Regions from separate parts of the Mus musculus genome. Here region 1 is linked to region 2. Evidence: chromatin contacts called from public HiChIP or PLAC-seq data. All regions are on one chromosome and are shown on one strand. Each heading gives the region's core, a stretch centred on a gene start, on an enhancer-like site or on the middle of the called end of the contact. The rest is flanking DNA. Distances are from core to core; before and after follow the strand shown.

The links. HiChIP or PLAC-seq counts read pairs in DNA pulled down with a chosen protein or histone mark.
Region 1: a contact with region 2 is called in a FOXA1 HiChIP or PLAC-seq map of pancreatic cancer cells. The contact joins two enhancer-like sites. A contact is called at or near these places in 2 of 39 promoter capture datasets (cranial neural crest and pre-B cells) and 1 of 115 datasets of contacts at active chromatin or transcription factors (pancreatic cancer cells).

What each region holds. Positions count from the first base shown.
Region 1 is chr4:137,447,129-137,452,167 of GRCm38.p6, forward strand. The region is part of intron 1 of Gm13010 (a long non-coding RNA gene); the gene reads right to left. Among named protein-coding and RNA genes, the nearest start is that of 1700013G24Rik, 3.6 kb to the right of the region's middle. Within about 2 kb of position 1,678, at least 92 of the 459 cell types and tissues checked have an H3K27ac peak or open chromatin away from gene starts, as enhancers often do. A contact at or near this core is called in pancreatic cancer cells, where this site is marked.
Region 2 is chr4:136,449,295-136,454,824 of GRCm38.p6, forward strand. No RefSeq gene overlaps it. Among named protein-coding and RNA genes, the nearest start is that of Luzp1, 18 kb to the right of the region's middle. Within about 2 kb of position 2,082, at least 53 of the 459 cell types and tissues checked have an H3K27ac peak or open chromatin away from gene starts, as enhancers often do. A contact at or near this core is called in pancreatic cancer cells, where this site is marked.

The sequences.
Region 1 (5,039 bases), core at 428-2,927, 1.0 Mb after region 2:
AGAGCACTGACTGCTCTCCTGAAGGTTCTGAGTTCAAATCCCAGCAACCACATGGTGGCTCACAACTTCCCATAATGAGATCTGATGACCTCTTCTGGGGTGTCTGAAGACAGCTACAGTCTACTTACATATAACAATAAATAAATCTTAAAAAAAAAAAAGACTTAGCATAGAACCCAGGATATGTGTGTGTGTGTGTGTGTGTGTGTGTGTGTGTGTGTGTGTGTGTTGTATATGCTTGTGCACATGTGTATGTGTGCACACTCATGTTTGTGTGAGTACATGCGTAGTCATAATTATTGTGGTTTTCCTAGCTGAGGAAACACAAGTTCAAAAGTGTGGTCATTTGGCCCGGGTCCCCTACTCCAGTGCTCTGCTGGCAACAGAATCTCAAAGGAAAGTCTTAATTTGTCACACATGCTGGGGTGAAGGTTCCCGGTTGTGCTTGGCTTTAGACTCCCCATGCTTAACAACAGCCTACCACACCCTGCCCGGTGGTGCATATCTGTTATCCTGGTACTCAGCAGGCAGAGACCACATTTTCAGACCTTATCAAAGAAAAGAAGGAGGAGGAGGAGAAGAGGAGGAGGAGAAGAGGAGGAGGAGGAGGAGGAGAAGGAGGAGGAGGAGGAGAAGAAGGAGAAGAAGAAGAAGAAGAAGGAGGAGGAAGAGGAGGAGGAGGAGGAGGAGGAGGAGGAGGAGGCAAGCAAACAACAAAATCAGCCTACCAAATTCCAGAATGTTGAACAACTGGCTCCAGCCAGCTCCAGGCCAGGCCATCACTACAGCAGCTGGTGCGTTGGTGGAGGCTTCGGATCTGAGCCTGGAGGTCTTGCAAACATTTGCTATTACAGCAATTTGACTGCGCTCACTAGCCACCCTCCTACCCATTTTACAGACTAGGAGACTGAGAACTCTACCTCCTCCTCCTGCACCAACCTCTCTCAGGGCAACATGCACACAAATCTATTTGTGACCATCTTCTTCTAGAGGGAATTTCCCAGACACCTCCCAGATTGGTGGCTCTGCCTCCAAAGCCCTGTAGCAGCTTGGCAGGAGGGCACTGTTGTTGGCTGGGGTCCTGGCCAAGCCCCACCCATCCTAGACCTCCTGGGTTGGAACCTGTCCTGGCCTGTACCTGCCATACGTGGGCTTGGGGAAGCACTGTTTTTGGCAATAGGTACAAAAGAGGGGCCTTTTTCCTGGGGGTGCTGGGAGGGATGGAGGGTGCATGACTCATGCACCCTGGTGGGTAGAAGGCTGCAGGCAGCGTGGGGAGTGGGGAGAGAAGAATTCCTGGCCCAGGAGAGATTTATTGTGCTGCGGGCAGGCTGGCTTCATGCCAGGTAGGGATTCAGGGGTGGCCCACTGCCAGGCAGTCATCGGAGGCTGGGCACAGATGCCCTTCAGGCATGATGGGAGCACCGAAACTTTCGTGCCTCTAGCTGTCCCTGACTGCTGTCACACACATGTGGCTGCTGCTGAGCTGAGCTTGTTTGCGTGTGATGTTTCCAAGGGTCATGAAGTGAAGGGACATAAAGGACATCCCACCCCTCATCTCAGACCTTCAAGGGGACAGGAGAAACTACATGGCAAGTGAGGGGTTAATGTGCGGACTACAAGCAGATGAATCAGGAGTAGTCTCAGTAGACAGGCTGCTTACTCCCTGAGTCCTGAGGGACACCAGAGGAGTGAGAGAGCCTGGAATATTTGTGCCTAGGGGCAGAGGATGGAGAAAGGGGACCTCCTGGGTTTAGAAGGGAACAGGAAAGGTGGGGTATTGATAAGACAGGGGAGGGGAGTCAAGTGAGAAGGGAGAGAGTGGGAGGGGCAAGAGTAACCCGAAAAGCCACAGATTGTAGCTGGTTTGGCCTTGGAGCTAAGAAGCCAAGGCTGGATGGAGGTGGTCCAGGTGAGGTAAAGGGTCGAGACTGTAGCAATAGACCATGCAGGGTGGGATGTCACATCCACCCTGGGCATTCTGAGTCCCAGGAGTACTAAGTACTTAGTACTGAGGTACTAAGCTGGGAGAGGCTAGGGCTCAGTATGGAGTAAAATTACAGTTCCTGGCCACTTTGCCTCCCCTCTCAAAGCTGATTCATTCACAGCATCACTTTCCTTACCTCTCCTGAATGAAAAAGTGACCCGCCCCTCTTCCTCCCTCACACTTCAGCCTCCAACCTCCTCTCTGAACCAAGAAGGTGTGGTCTTAATTCTAGTCTGCTGGGCATGTGCTGGCAAGTCCTGCTCTCTCTCTGAACTGCTGATGACCTCATCTGGAAAACAAAATACCTACCTCAGAGGGGGTACTGTGAAGATTAGATATGAGAGTGGATATGCAGGGGCTGGCAAAAAATGCTATCAGGTTCTATTGTATACATTAGGAGTTCCATAAGTGTCGGCCTTTGGGAATGGGCTGGGAAGGACAGAAACAGTGTCCTTATATGCTGCTGTTGCTGAACCCAATGGGTCCAACCTGGGCTAGGATCTCAAAGCCACCCCTCTTCCATCAGCAAAGGAAGATTTTAGTCCTTCTTGTCCCCCTCTGACTGAAGGTCTCCGTGAGTCACCAGCTGGCCTGAAGATCCCATAGAGTAGAGGCGGCATAGAGGAAATTCGCTGATCTTCCTAAGACAGGGCCTGGCTTTCTGGGAAGATGGAGAAACGGTACATTCCTCCCGAAATAATCCTACAGCTATTTCCAGTGCTACTGTGCCCAGGCCAGAAACGGCCAGTGATCTCCGTGCTTGGATACCATTTGGACAAACAGCCCAGAGGCCCAGCCCTCAGCTGGCTGCCCGCCTGCCTGGCCTCCCAGTCTCCAGCCCAGCGCTGTACCCAACCTTGGCTCAGGCCTCAGAAGAGAGTGGCTACCACTCGCCTTGTTCACTGAGTTCTCCACACTGCTCTTGGTCTATGGGGAGCCTCTCGGTCTCTCATCTCTGTGCCCTACTTAGCTGACTCCCACCCAGAGGCAGAAAGTTCTTTGTTCTCAACAATTGAACAGCAAGGAGGTCGCAGGACACTGGGTGACAGTGACTTGCAATACACAATCTGATCATTAGGAAACATGGGCTGGACCCAAACTGGAGAACATTCTGCTGATAACTAGTGCATTCTATTCTAAACCGTCAGAGCCCTCCATGAAGAAAGAAGGGGGCAGGGCGTGGTGGCGCACGCCTTTAATCCCAGCACTTGGGAGGTAGAGGCAGGCAGATTTCTGAGTTCAAGGCCAGCCTGGTCTACAGAGTGAGTTCCAGGACAGCCAGGGCTATACAGAGAAACCCTGTCTCAAAAAAACCAAAAAAAAAATGTAAGGCAGGAAGTGATAGAGGACACCAGACATCCACCCATCAGCCTCCAGCTTCCAAACATGCATATACACATGAACATGTACACATGTACAGACACATATGAACATGTACCCACACATAACATACACAAATGCACAGATATGAACATGTATGTGCATGCATACATGAGCATGTACAAGAGGAGAGAGAGATTTTCAGACCAAAGAAGTGCATTCTGGTCAGGATGAACATTTGAGAGGTAACTGGTAAAATCTGACTGACTTTGGGTAAATTAATGGGTTAATGTCTCCTGGGGAGACTTGAACATTACTCAACCTAGATAGGGTACCAACCAAAAGAAGCAACTCCATCTGAGGTTAGACTGATGACCCAATGAGTTGGTTGGCTTTTTATAGAAGCCTGGGAGAGGGTGACTTACAGGAGTGTGGGTAACCCCCTAAAAGCCATGTTGCTGAAAATCTCACTCCAGCATTTTGGTGACCTCCCATGGCTGTCTGTATGGTATCCTCTGTTTAGTTCATCTTCTGGTTTTGTGTGCACTAGTCCCACCCAAGTCCACACATCCCTAGGGCAGAGTCACAGGCAGCCAGAAGGAGCACAGGGCTGGGTGGCTGAAACCTTGGGTGAGGGTCCGATGACCCTCCCTCGTTCCTTCCGTCTTTGAGGAGACATCAACAAGCAAGATCGTGAGGGTCTCTTGGATTGAGAGGGTAGTGTCTGCTAGGCTCTAGGATGGTGGTCCACAATAGAACTGTCTGTTTAATAGAGGGTCTAGGTCAATGTTCAGTAGCCTGGACCAGGAGCCTGTGGGAGCTTAGAAAGTATCTTTGTCCTCTCAGCGGGAAGAGATGAATACTGAAGTCATCAGGCACAAAAGCTGCTGTGGTCTGCAACTTGCTGAGCATGGTGATGTATATGTGCGTGACTGAAGTGCCAAATGTGGAGACAATTTTTTTTGATACAATGTTTAGTTAGAGGATTTGCATGGAGAACATGTGGGGACCAGAATGATAGTTCCATGAAGAAAGTTGCTTGCTTTCCAAGCCAGACGACCCAAAATAAATGCCTAGTACTCATGGAAGAAGAACAGAAGTGACTCCTGTAAGCTTTCCTCTGATCTCCACTAAGGCGTGTGCATACCCACATGGAAGCACACACAGAGACTAAAGTGAAAAAGAGAGAGGACATGGCGGCTCGTCGTCTTCTAAGTTTCAGATATACATATAAGTTTCACACACACATATATAATATATATATATAAGCATACTATATATAAGCACATAAAGTATATAGTATACACACACTAATATACATACATAGAATATATGTAATATACACATTATATACAAACATTGTATATATGGTGTATATATGTATAGAATAAGAGTATATGTATGGCCGGTCGTGGTGGCACATGCCTTTAATCCCAGCACTTGGGAGGCAGAGGCAGGCGAATTTCTGAGTTCGAGGCCAGCCTGGTCTACAGAGTGAGTTCCAGGACAGCCAGGACTACAGAGAAACTCTGTCTCGAAAAACAAAAAACAAACAAACAAAAATAATATATGTATGAACACACTATATATACACATATAAAGTATATATATTATATACATATTACACTATATACATACTACACACACACACATGCACCCGTGCACACACTTTGTATGAGAGATTGGTTTTCCAGTCCTGGCATTTGTTTTTTTGTTTTGTTTTGGTTTTTTT
Region 2 (5,530 bases), core at 832-3,331:
CTGGTCTTTGTGGTTTTTTTTTTTTTTTTTTTTTTTTAGCAAGATCTCATCAGCCCTTTGTTATCATCTGAAGGGGCCCACGTTCTTCCCACAGTTCCTGCGCTCCTCAGGACACATGAAGGACAAATTGAAAATAAACCTGTCTAACATAGGCCTGTGGTTTGAGGAGCTAACCCACACTCCATATTGATTCTAGGCCTAGCCAGGGATATATGTTGAAACCCTGTCTCAATAAATAAATACGTACATACATACATACATACATACATACATACATACATACATACATAAAATCATCCAGATGTGGTAACACAGGCCTTTAGTCTCAACACTTGGGAGGCAGAGGCAGGTGGATCTCTGTGAGTTAGAGGCCAGACTGGTCTACAGAGTGAGAAGTAGGACAGCCAGGGCTACATTGAGTAAACAGGTCTCAATAATAATAATAATAATAATAATAATAATAATAATAATAAATACTTGTAGGCTTCGAAGTGTAGTTTGGAAGTCTGAGGCAGGATGATTATAAGTTCAAGGCCAGCCTGAACTACAAAATGAGATCCTGCTGCAAAAGATTAAGTTAAAAATCAACTTGAGGCGGTGCTGGAGATATAGCCCAGTTAATAGAGCGAGTGCCTAGCATACGAAAAACCCTGGCTTTGCCACCCCAGCATTGCATAAACCAAGCACAGGGGCACACATGTGAGCCTAGCAATAGGGAAGTGGAAGCAGGAAGATCGGGAGTTTAAGGTCACTCTGGGCTATAAGCAAGTCTGAGACCAGCCCAGGGTACATGAGATCATATAGATAAAGAGATGGATAGATAGATAGATAGATAGATAGATAGATAGATAGATAGATAGATAGATAGATAGATAGACAGACGGATGGACAGACAGACAGACAGATAAGATAGATAGATAGAGCAAGCCTGAGAGCTGGGGCTATAGTTCAGGGGTTACAGATTTCCCTGAGAGTACATGAGGTCCTGGGTTCAATCCACATCAATACAAACAAACAAACAAACAGACAAAGAGTTTCTTATGAGCACAGAGACCATCTGTACCGAAGACCTTTGTCCTCTCCATCTTTCCTCCCACCTCCCATCCTGGGCATGCTTTTAATTCTTTCACACTTAGTCACAGACACACACCCAGTGTGACAGAGATGACGCCAGGGGAGGGCAAGGCCTCAAACAACACAGACTCTGCTAAGTTCTGGTTTATGCAAGTATGGCAAGTCTTATGGTGCTAGCCCTGTCCCTTCCTCAAAGAAACCCAACTTTATTTTTGAGGAGCACAAGGACCAGGAATGACAAAGGTTAAGAGGTTAAGAGGAGCTGGGCGTGGTGGCGCATGCCTTTAATCCCAGCACTTGGGAGGCAGAGGCAGGCAGGCAGGTTTCCGAGTTTGAGGCCAGCCTGGTCTACAAAGTGAGTTCCAGGACAACCAGGGCTACACAGAGGAACCCTGTCTCAAAAAAAACAACAAAAAAAAAAACCCAAAAGGTTAAAAGGACCTTTTGAGTTTAGGCCATCCAAGAAGACAGTGAGACCCTATCTCAAAAAACTAAATCACAAAACAAAACAAAACAAAAAAACATATACAACAGATAACACCTCCCCCCAAAATCAAATCGCCTCTTCATTCGCTATTTTAAAAAGTATTTACTTATTTGTTTGTTTGTTTTTGAGGCATGGTCTCAGGCTGGCCTCAAACTTCTGCCTCTGCTTTATTTTTTTCCAATTGATTTTAAAAAAAAAATATGTCTTTCAGCTGGGCGATGGTGACACATGTCTTTTAATCCCAGAACTCAGGAAGCAGAGGCAGGAAGATCTTTGTGAGTTCTAGACCAGCCTGGTCTACATAGTGCGTTCTAGGACAGCCAGGGCACTCAGAAAAACCCTGCCTCAAAAAAAAAAAATCAAAATAAATAAGTATGTAAAAATAAATAAATAAATAATGAAAGGCCTAGGTCTATATTACCCAGGGTGGCTGGCTTTGAACTTCTGGACTCAAGTGATCCTCCTACCTCGGGCTTCTGGGTAGCTGGAACTGTAAGTATGTCATTATGGCCCCAGCTTCCCAGGCCAGTTTGATTGTTTATTATTGATTTATTTTTCAGAGCTGGAAGCATAGCCCAGAGTTTCACACAGGCTATGCGAATGGTTTCCCACTGAGCTACATTCCCAGCCACCCCTTCTCCACCGTTTACTTCTCAACAGACTTCAGGCCTCCAGGATGTGAATCCTGCAGGGAGTGCAAATAACTGAGCTCCGTGGACACAGGTGACCTCAGCTCCTCTGCTTTCAAGATCAGGGCGGGGGTAGGGGTGGGGGGGGAGGGGGAGGGGCTTCCACCGTCCATCCATCACCCTATGATCGCCATCAGACTCTGAGCCCCTCAGGGGCTCGCTTATCTATCTCTGTCCTCTTAGCCCCTGGCACACAGCCAGACAGCATGTGGTTAATGATAATAGCATTTACTGAGCTCTGACTGTGTACCCAGGTATGCCTTAAGCATTTTATGGGCAGTAGCCACTTAACCCAGTGAAGCAAGTCCAGTTGTTACAGTCCAGATTCGAAGCTAGAGTCCCAGGAAACTCAGTCTTTTGCCCTGTATCCCAGTGCCAGAATTCAAGTCAGGCTACACTCTGAACCCTCAGAGGATGTGGCCAGGCACAAAGGCCAGTGTTTGCCTTTGAAAAGCAGTAAAGCCGGAGAGATACTCCGTAAAGTGTCTGCAGTGTACGCATGAGGCTCAGAGGGCTTGGAATCCCAGCGCTGAAGAGGCAGCAGAAACGAGCAGAATTGGGAGGCTCAGGACCAGTCAGCTAACCTCATCCAGGCAATCATGTGTATGTCGTCACCCGAGTACCAACACCCAAGGTTAACCTCTGTCCTCCACACACAGGCACACATGTGTTCATCCATGAACACCTGGACACACACACACACACACACACACACACACACACACACACACACACACACTAGTGGGAAATGGTAACCAGGGTTTCCAGTTTCTTGCCTTTTAACTCAGGCTATTCTTTGGTACCACACGAATAACAATACTGTCAACCCAAGAAGGTGGCTGGGGCCTGGTACTGTCCCAGACACTGCAGTGTTCAGAACTGGGGAAATCTCTGAATGGGACTAGACTACCACTTACTCACTTGGAACTAATTAAGTGGCGAGGCAAATACACACAGTTGATGATTCGGACTACTGACCTGGGAGCCAGGTCTAGCTCTTGGGTTGCCAGTTGGCAACCTGTGATCTCTTTTTTTCTTTTCTTTTCTTTTCTTTTCTTTTCTTTTCTTTTCTTTTCTTTTCTTTTCTTTTCTTTTCTTTTCTTTTCTTTCTTTCTTTCTTTCTTTCTTTCTTTTATTTATTTATTTATTTTTTAAAGATTTATTTATTATTATATGTAAGTACACTGTAGCTGTCTTCAGACACACCAGAAGAGGGAGTCAGATCTTGTTACGGATGGTTGTGAGCCACCATGTGGTTGCTGGGATTTGAACTCTGGACCTTTGGAAGAGCAGTCGGGTGCTCTCACCCACTGAGCCATCTCACCAGCCCCTTTCTTTCTTTTATGATCGCTTGTTTTCTGTCCCCATATGGCCACCAGATCCCTCACAAAGCTCAGAGTCCATTTGGGGATCAAAGTACACTCAGCAGATTAGATAGGCAGGCAGTCTGTTCATCACCTGGCCTGTGTTGTGCCCCACCCCCTCGTTGCCCTCAGATGACTTTCCAGCCAGAGGGGAGAGTGCCTTCTTTATAGTTTCTAGCAAGTACCTGATTTGAGCCGTCCTCTGACTGAAGGGTCTTACGATAGCATTTATTGCTTTGCTAATCCTGAATTTTGCTCTCAAAGACAGAAACAGGGATCCCAGACCTGGAGAAAGGGGATTTTAACAGTTATCTAGGGCACCTTTAGTCACATCATCCCTGCCACAGCAGCAACTCATGATCTTGGATAGATTTATCTTGCTGACTCCCAGCAACTTGGGGAACAGGAAACCGTTATCCCCATTTTGCAGATAGGTAGATGGGGGCTTAAAATGCCTAAGAAATCTGCTCAAGGTATCCCTGTAACTCACTGGAAGAGACAAATGAGCATTCACATCTAGGTGACGTCACCCATGAACAACATCACTACTTCCTAGTTTACCCTAATCCCTGAACCACTCTGGTTTTGTTCGTTTGTTTGTTTGTTTGTTTGTTTGTTTGAGACAGAGTATCTCTAGTATAGCTCTGGCTGTCCTGGAACTCAATGTGTAGACCAGGTTGGCCTCGAACTCTGTGCCTCTTCTGCGTTCTGAGTGCTGGGATTAAAGGCATAAATGACCACACCCAGGTTCCCTGAACCCCACTTGGACAGCTCATTCACTTGACTTTTTGGCGTGCCCACCAAGTATCCTTGAACAGATTCAGGGACAGGATGCTCACCCTCAACCATACCTATGTTGACCTAGCGTTAGCCAGGCACTAGGAATCTAAAAAAATGTATGTCATTTCTTTTGTGGGGGGGAGGGGTGACAGGGGTGTTCAGACTGGGTTTCTCTGTGTAGTCCTGGCTGTCCTGGATCTTGGTCTGCAGATCAGGCTGGCCTCGAACTCAGAAATCTGCCTGCCTCTGCCTTCCACGTGCTGGGATCAAAGGTGTGCGCCACCATGGTTCAGCTGTAGTATTTCTGCCTAGCAACAGTCACCATGTTATATCACCATAGTGTGGCAATTGTATACTTAAAGCAGAGAAGGAACAGGCCAAGGGTACAAATCTAGTTCTAAGAACAAGCTGGGGCCAAATGCAAGCATATCCCTTTTTTTGTTTTGATTTTTTGTTTGTTTGTTCCAGACAGGGTCTCAGTACGCCAGAGGCTCTCAACTTGTGGGTCTTGGCCTCTTGGGAAGCTTGAACAATCCTTTCACAAGGGTCACATATCCAATATCCTGCATATCATATGTTTACATTATGATTCATGACAGTAGCAAAATTATAGTTATGAAATAGCAAAGAAAATAGTGTTATGGTTGGGGGGGGGTCTCACAGCATGAGGAAGATTGAAAGCCACCATACAATGAAGTCCTAGCTGGCTTGGAACTTGCTATATAGATGAGACTGGCCTAAAACTCAGAGATTTGCCTGTCTCTGCCTCTTGAGTTCTGGAATTAAAGATACGAGCTACCATATTGGACTTTGATTTTGTTTTTTTAAAGAGTTTTTTTTTCAAAATGTATATGGGTGTTTTGCCTGTATATATTGTGGTCAAGGAAGCCAGAAGAGAAATTAAATCCTCTGGGATTGGAGTTACAGATGGTGGTGAGCTGCCACGTATGTACCGGGAATCAAGCAAGCAGCCAGTACTCTTAACCACTGAGCCATCTCTCCAGCCCCGACAAAGAGACATGGGCCTTGGCTGTGTTAGAGATAGAAGAACCCATTCCCTTCCTACCTTTTTTTTTTTTTTCTGAAAAAAGGAACCTCATCCCGAGAGGGGCTGGTACAAGTCTGAGATCCCATCA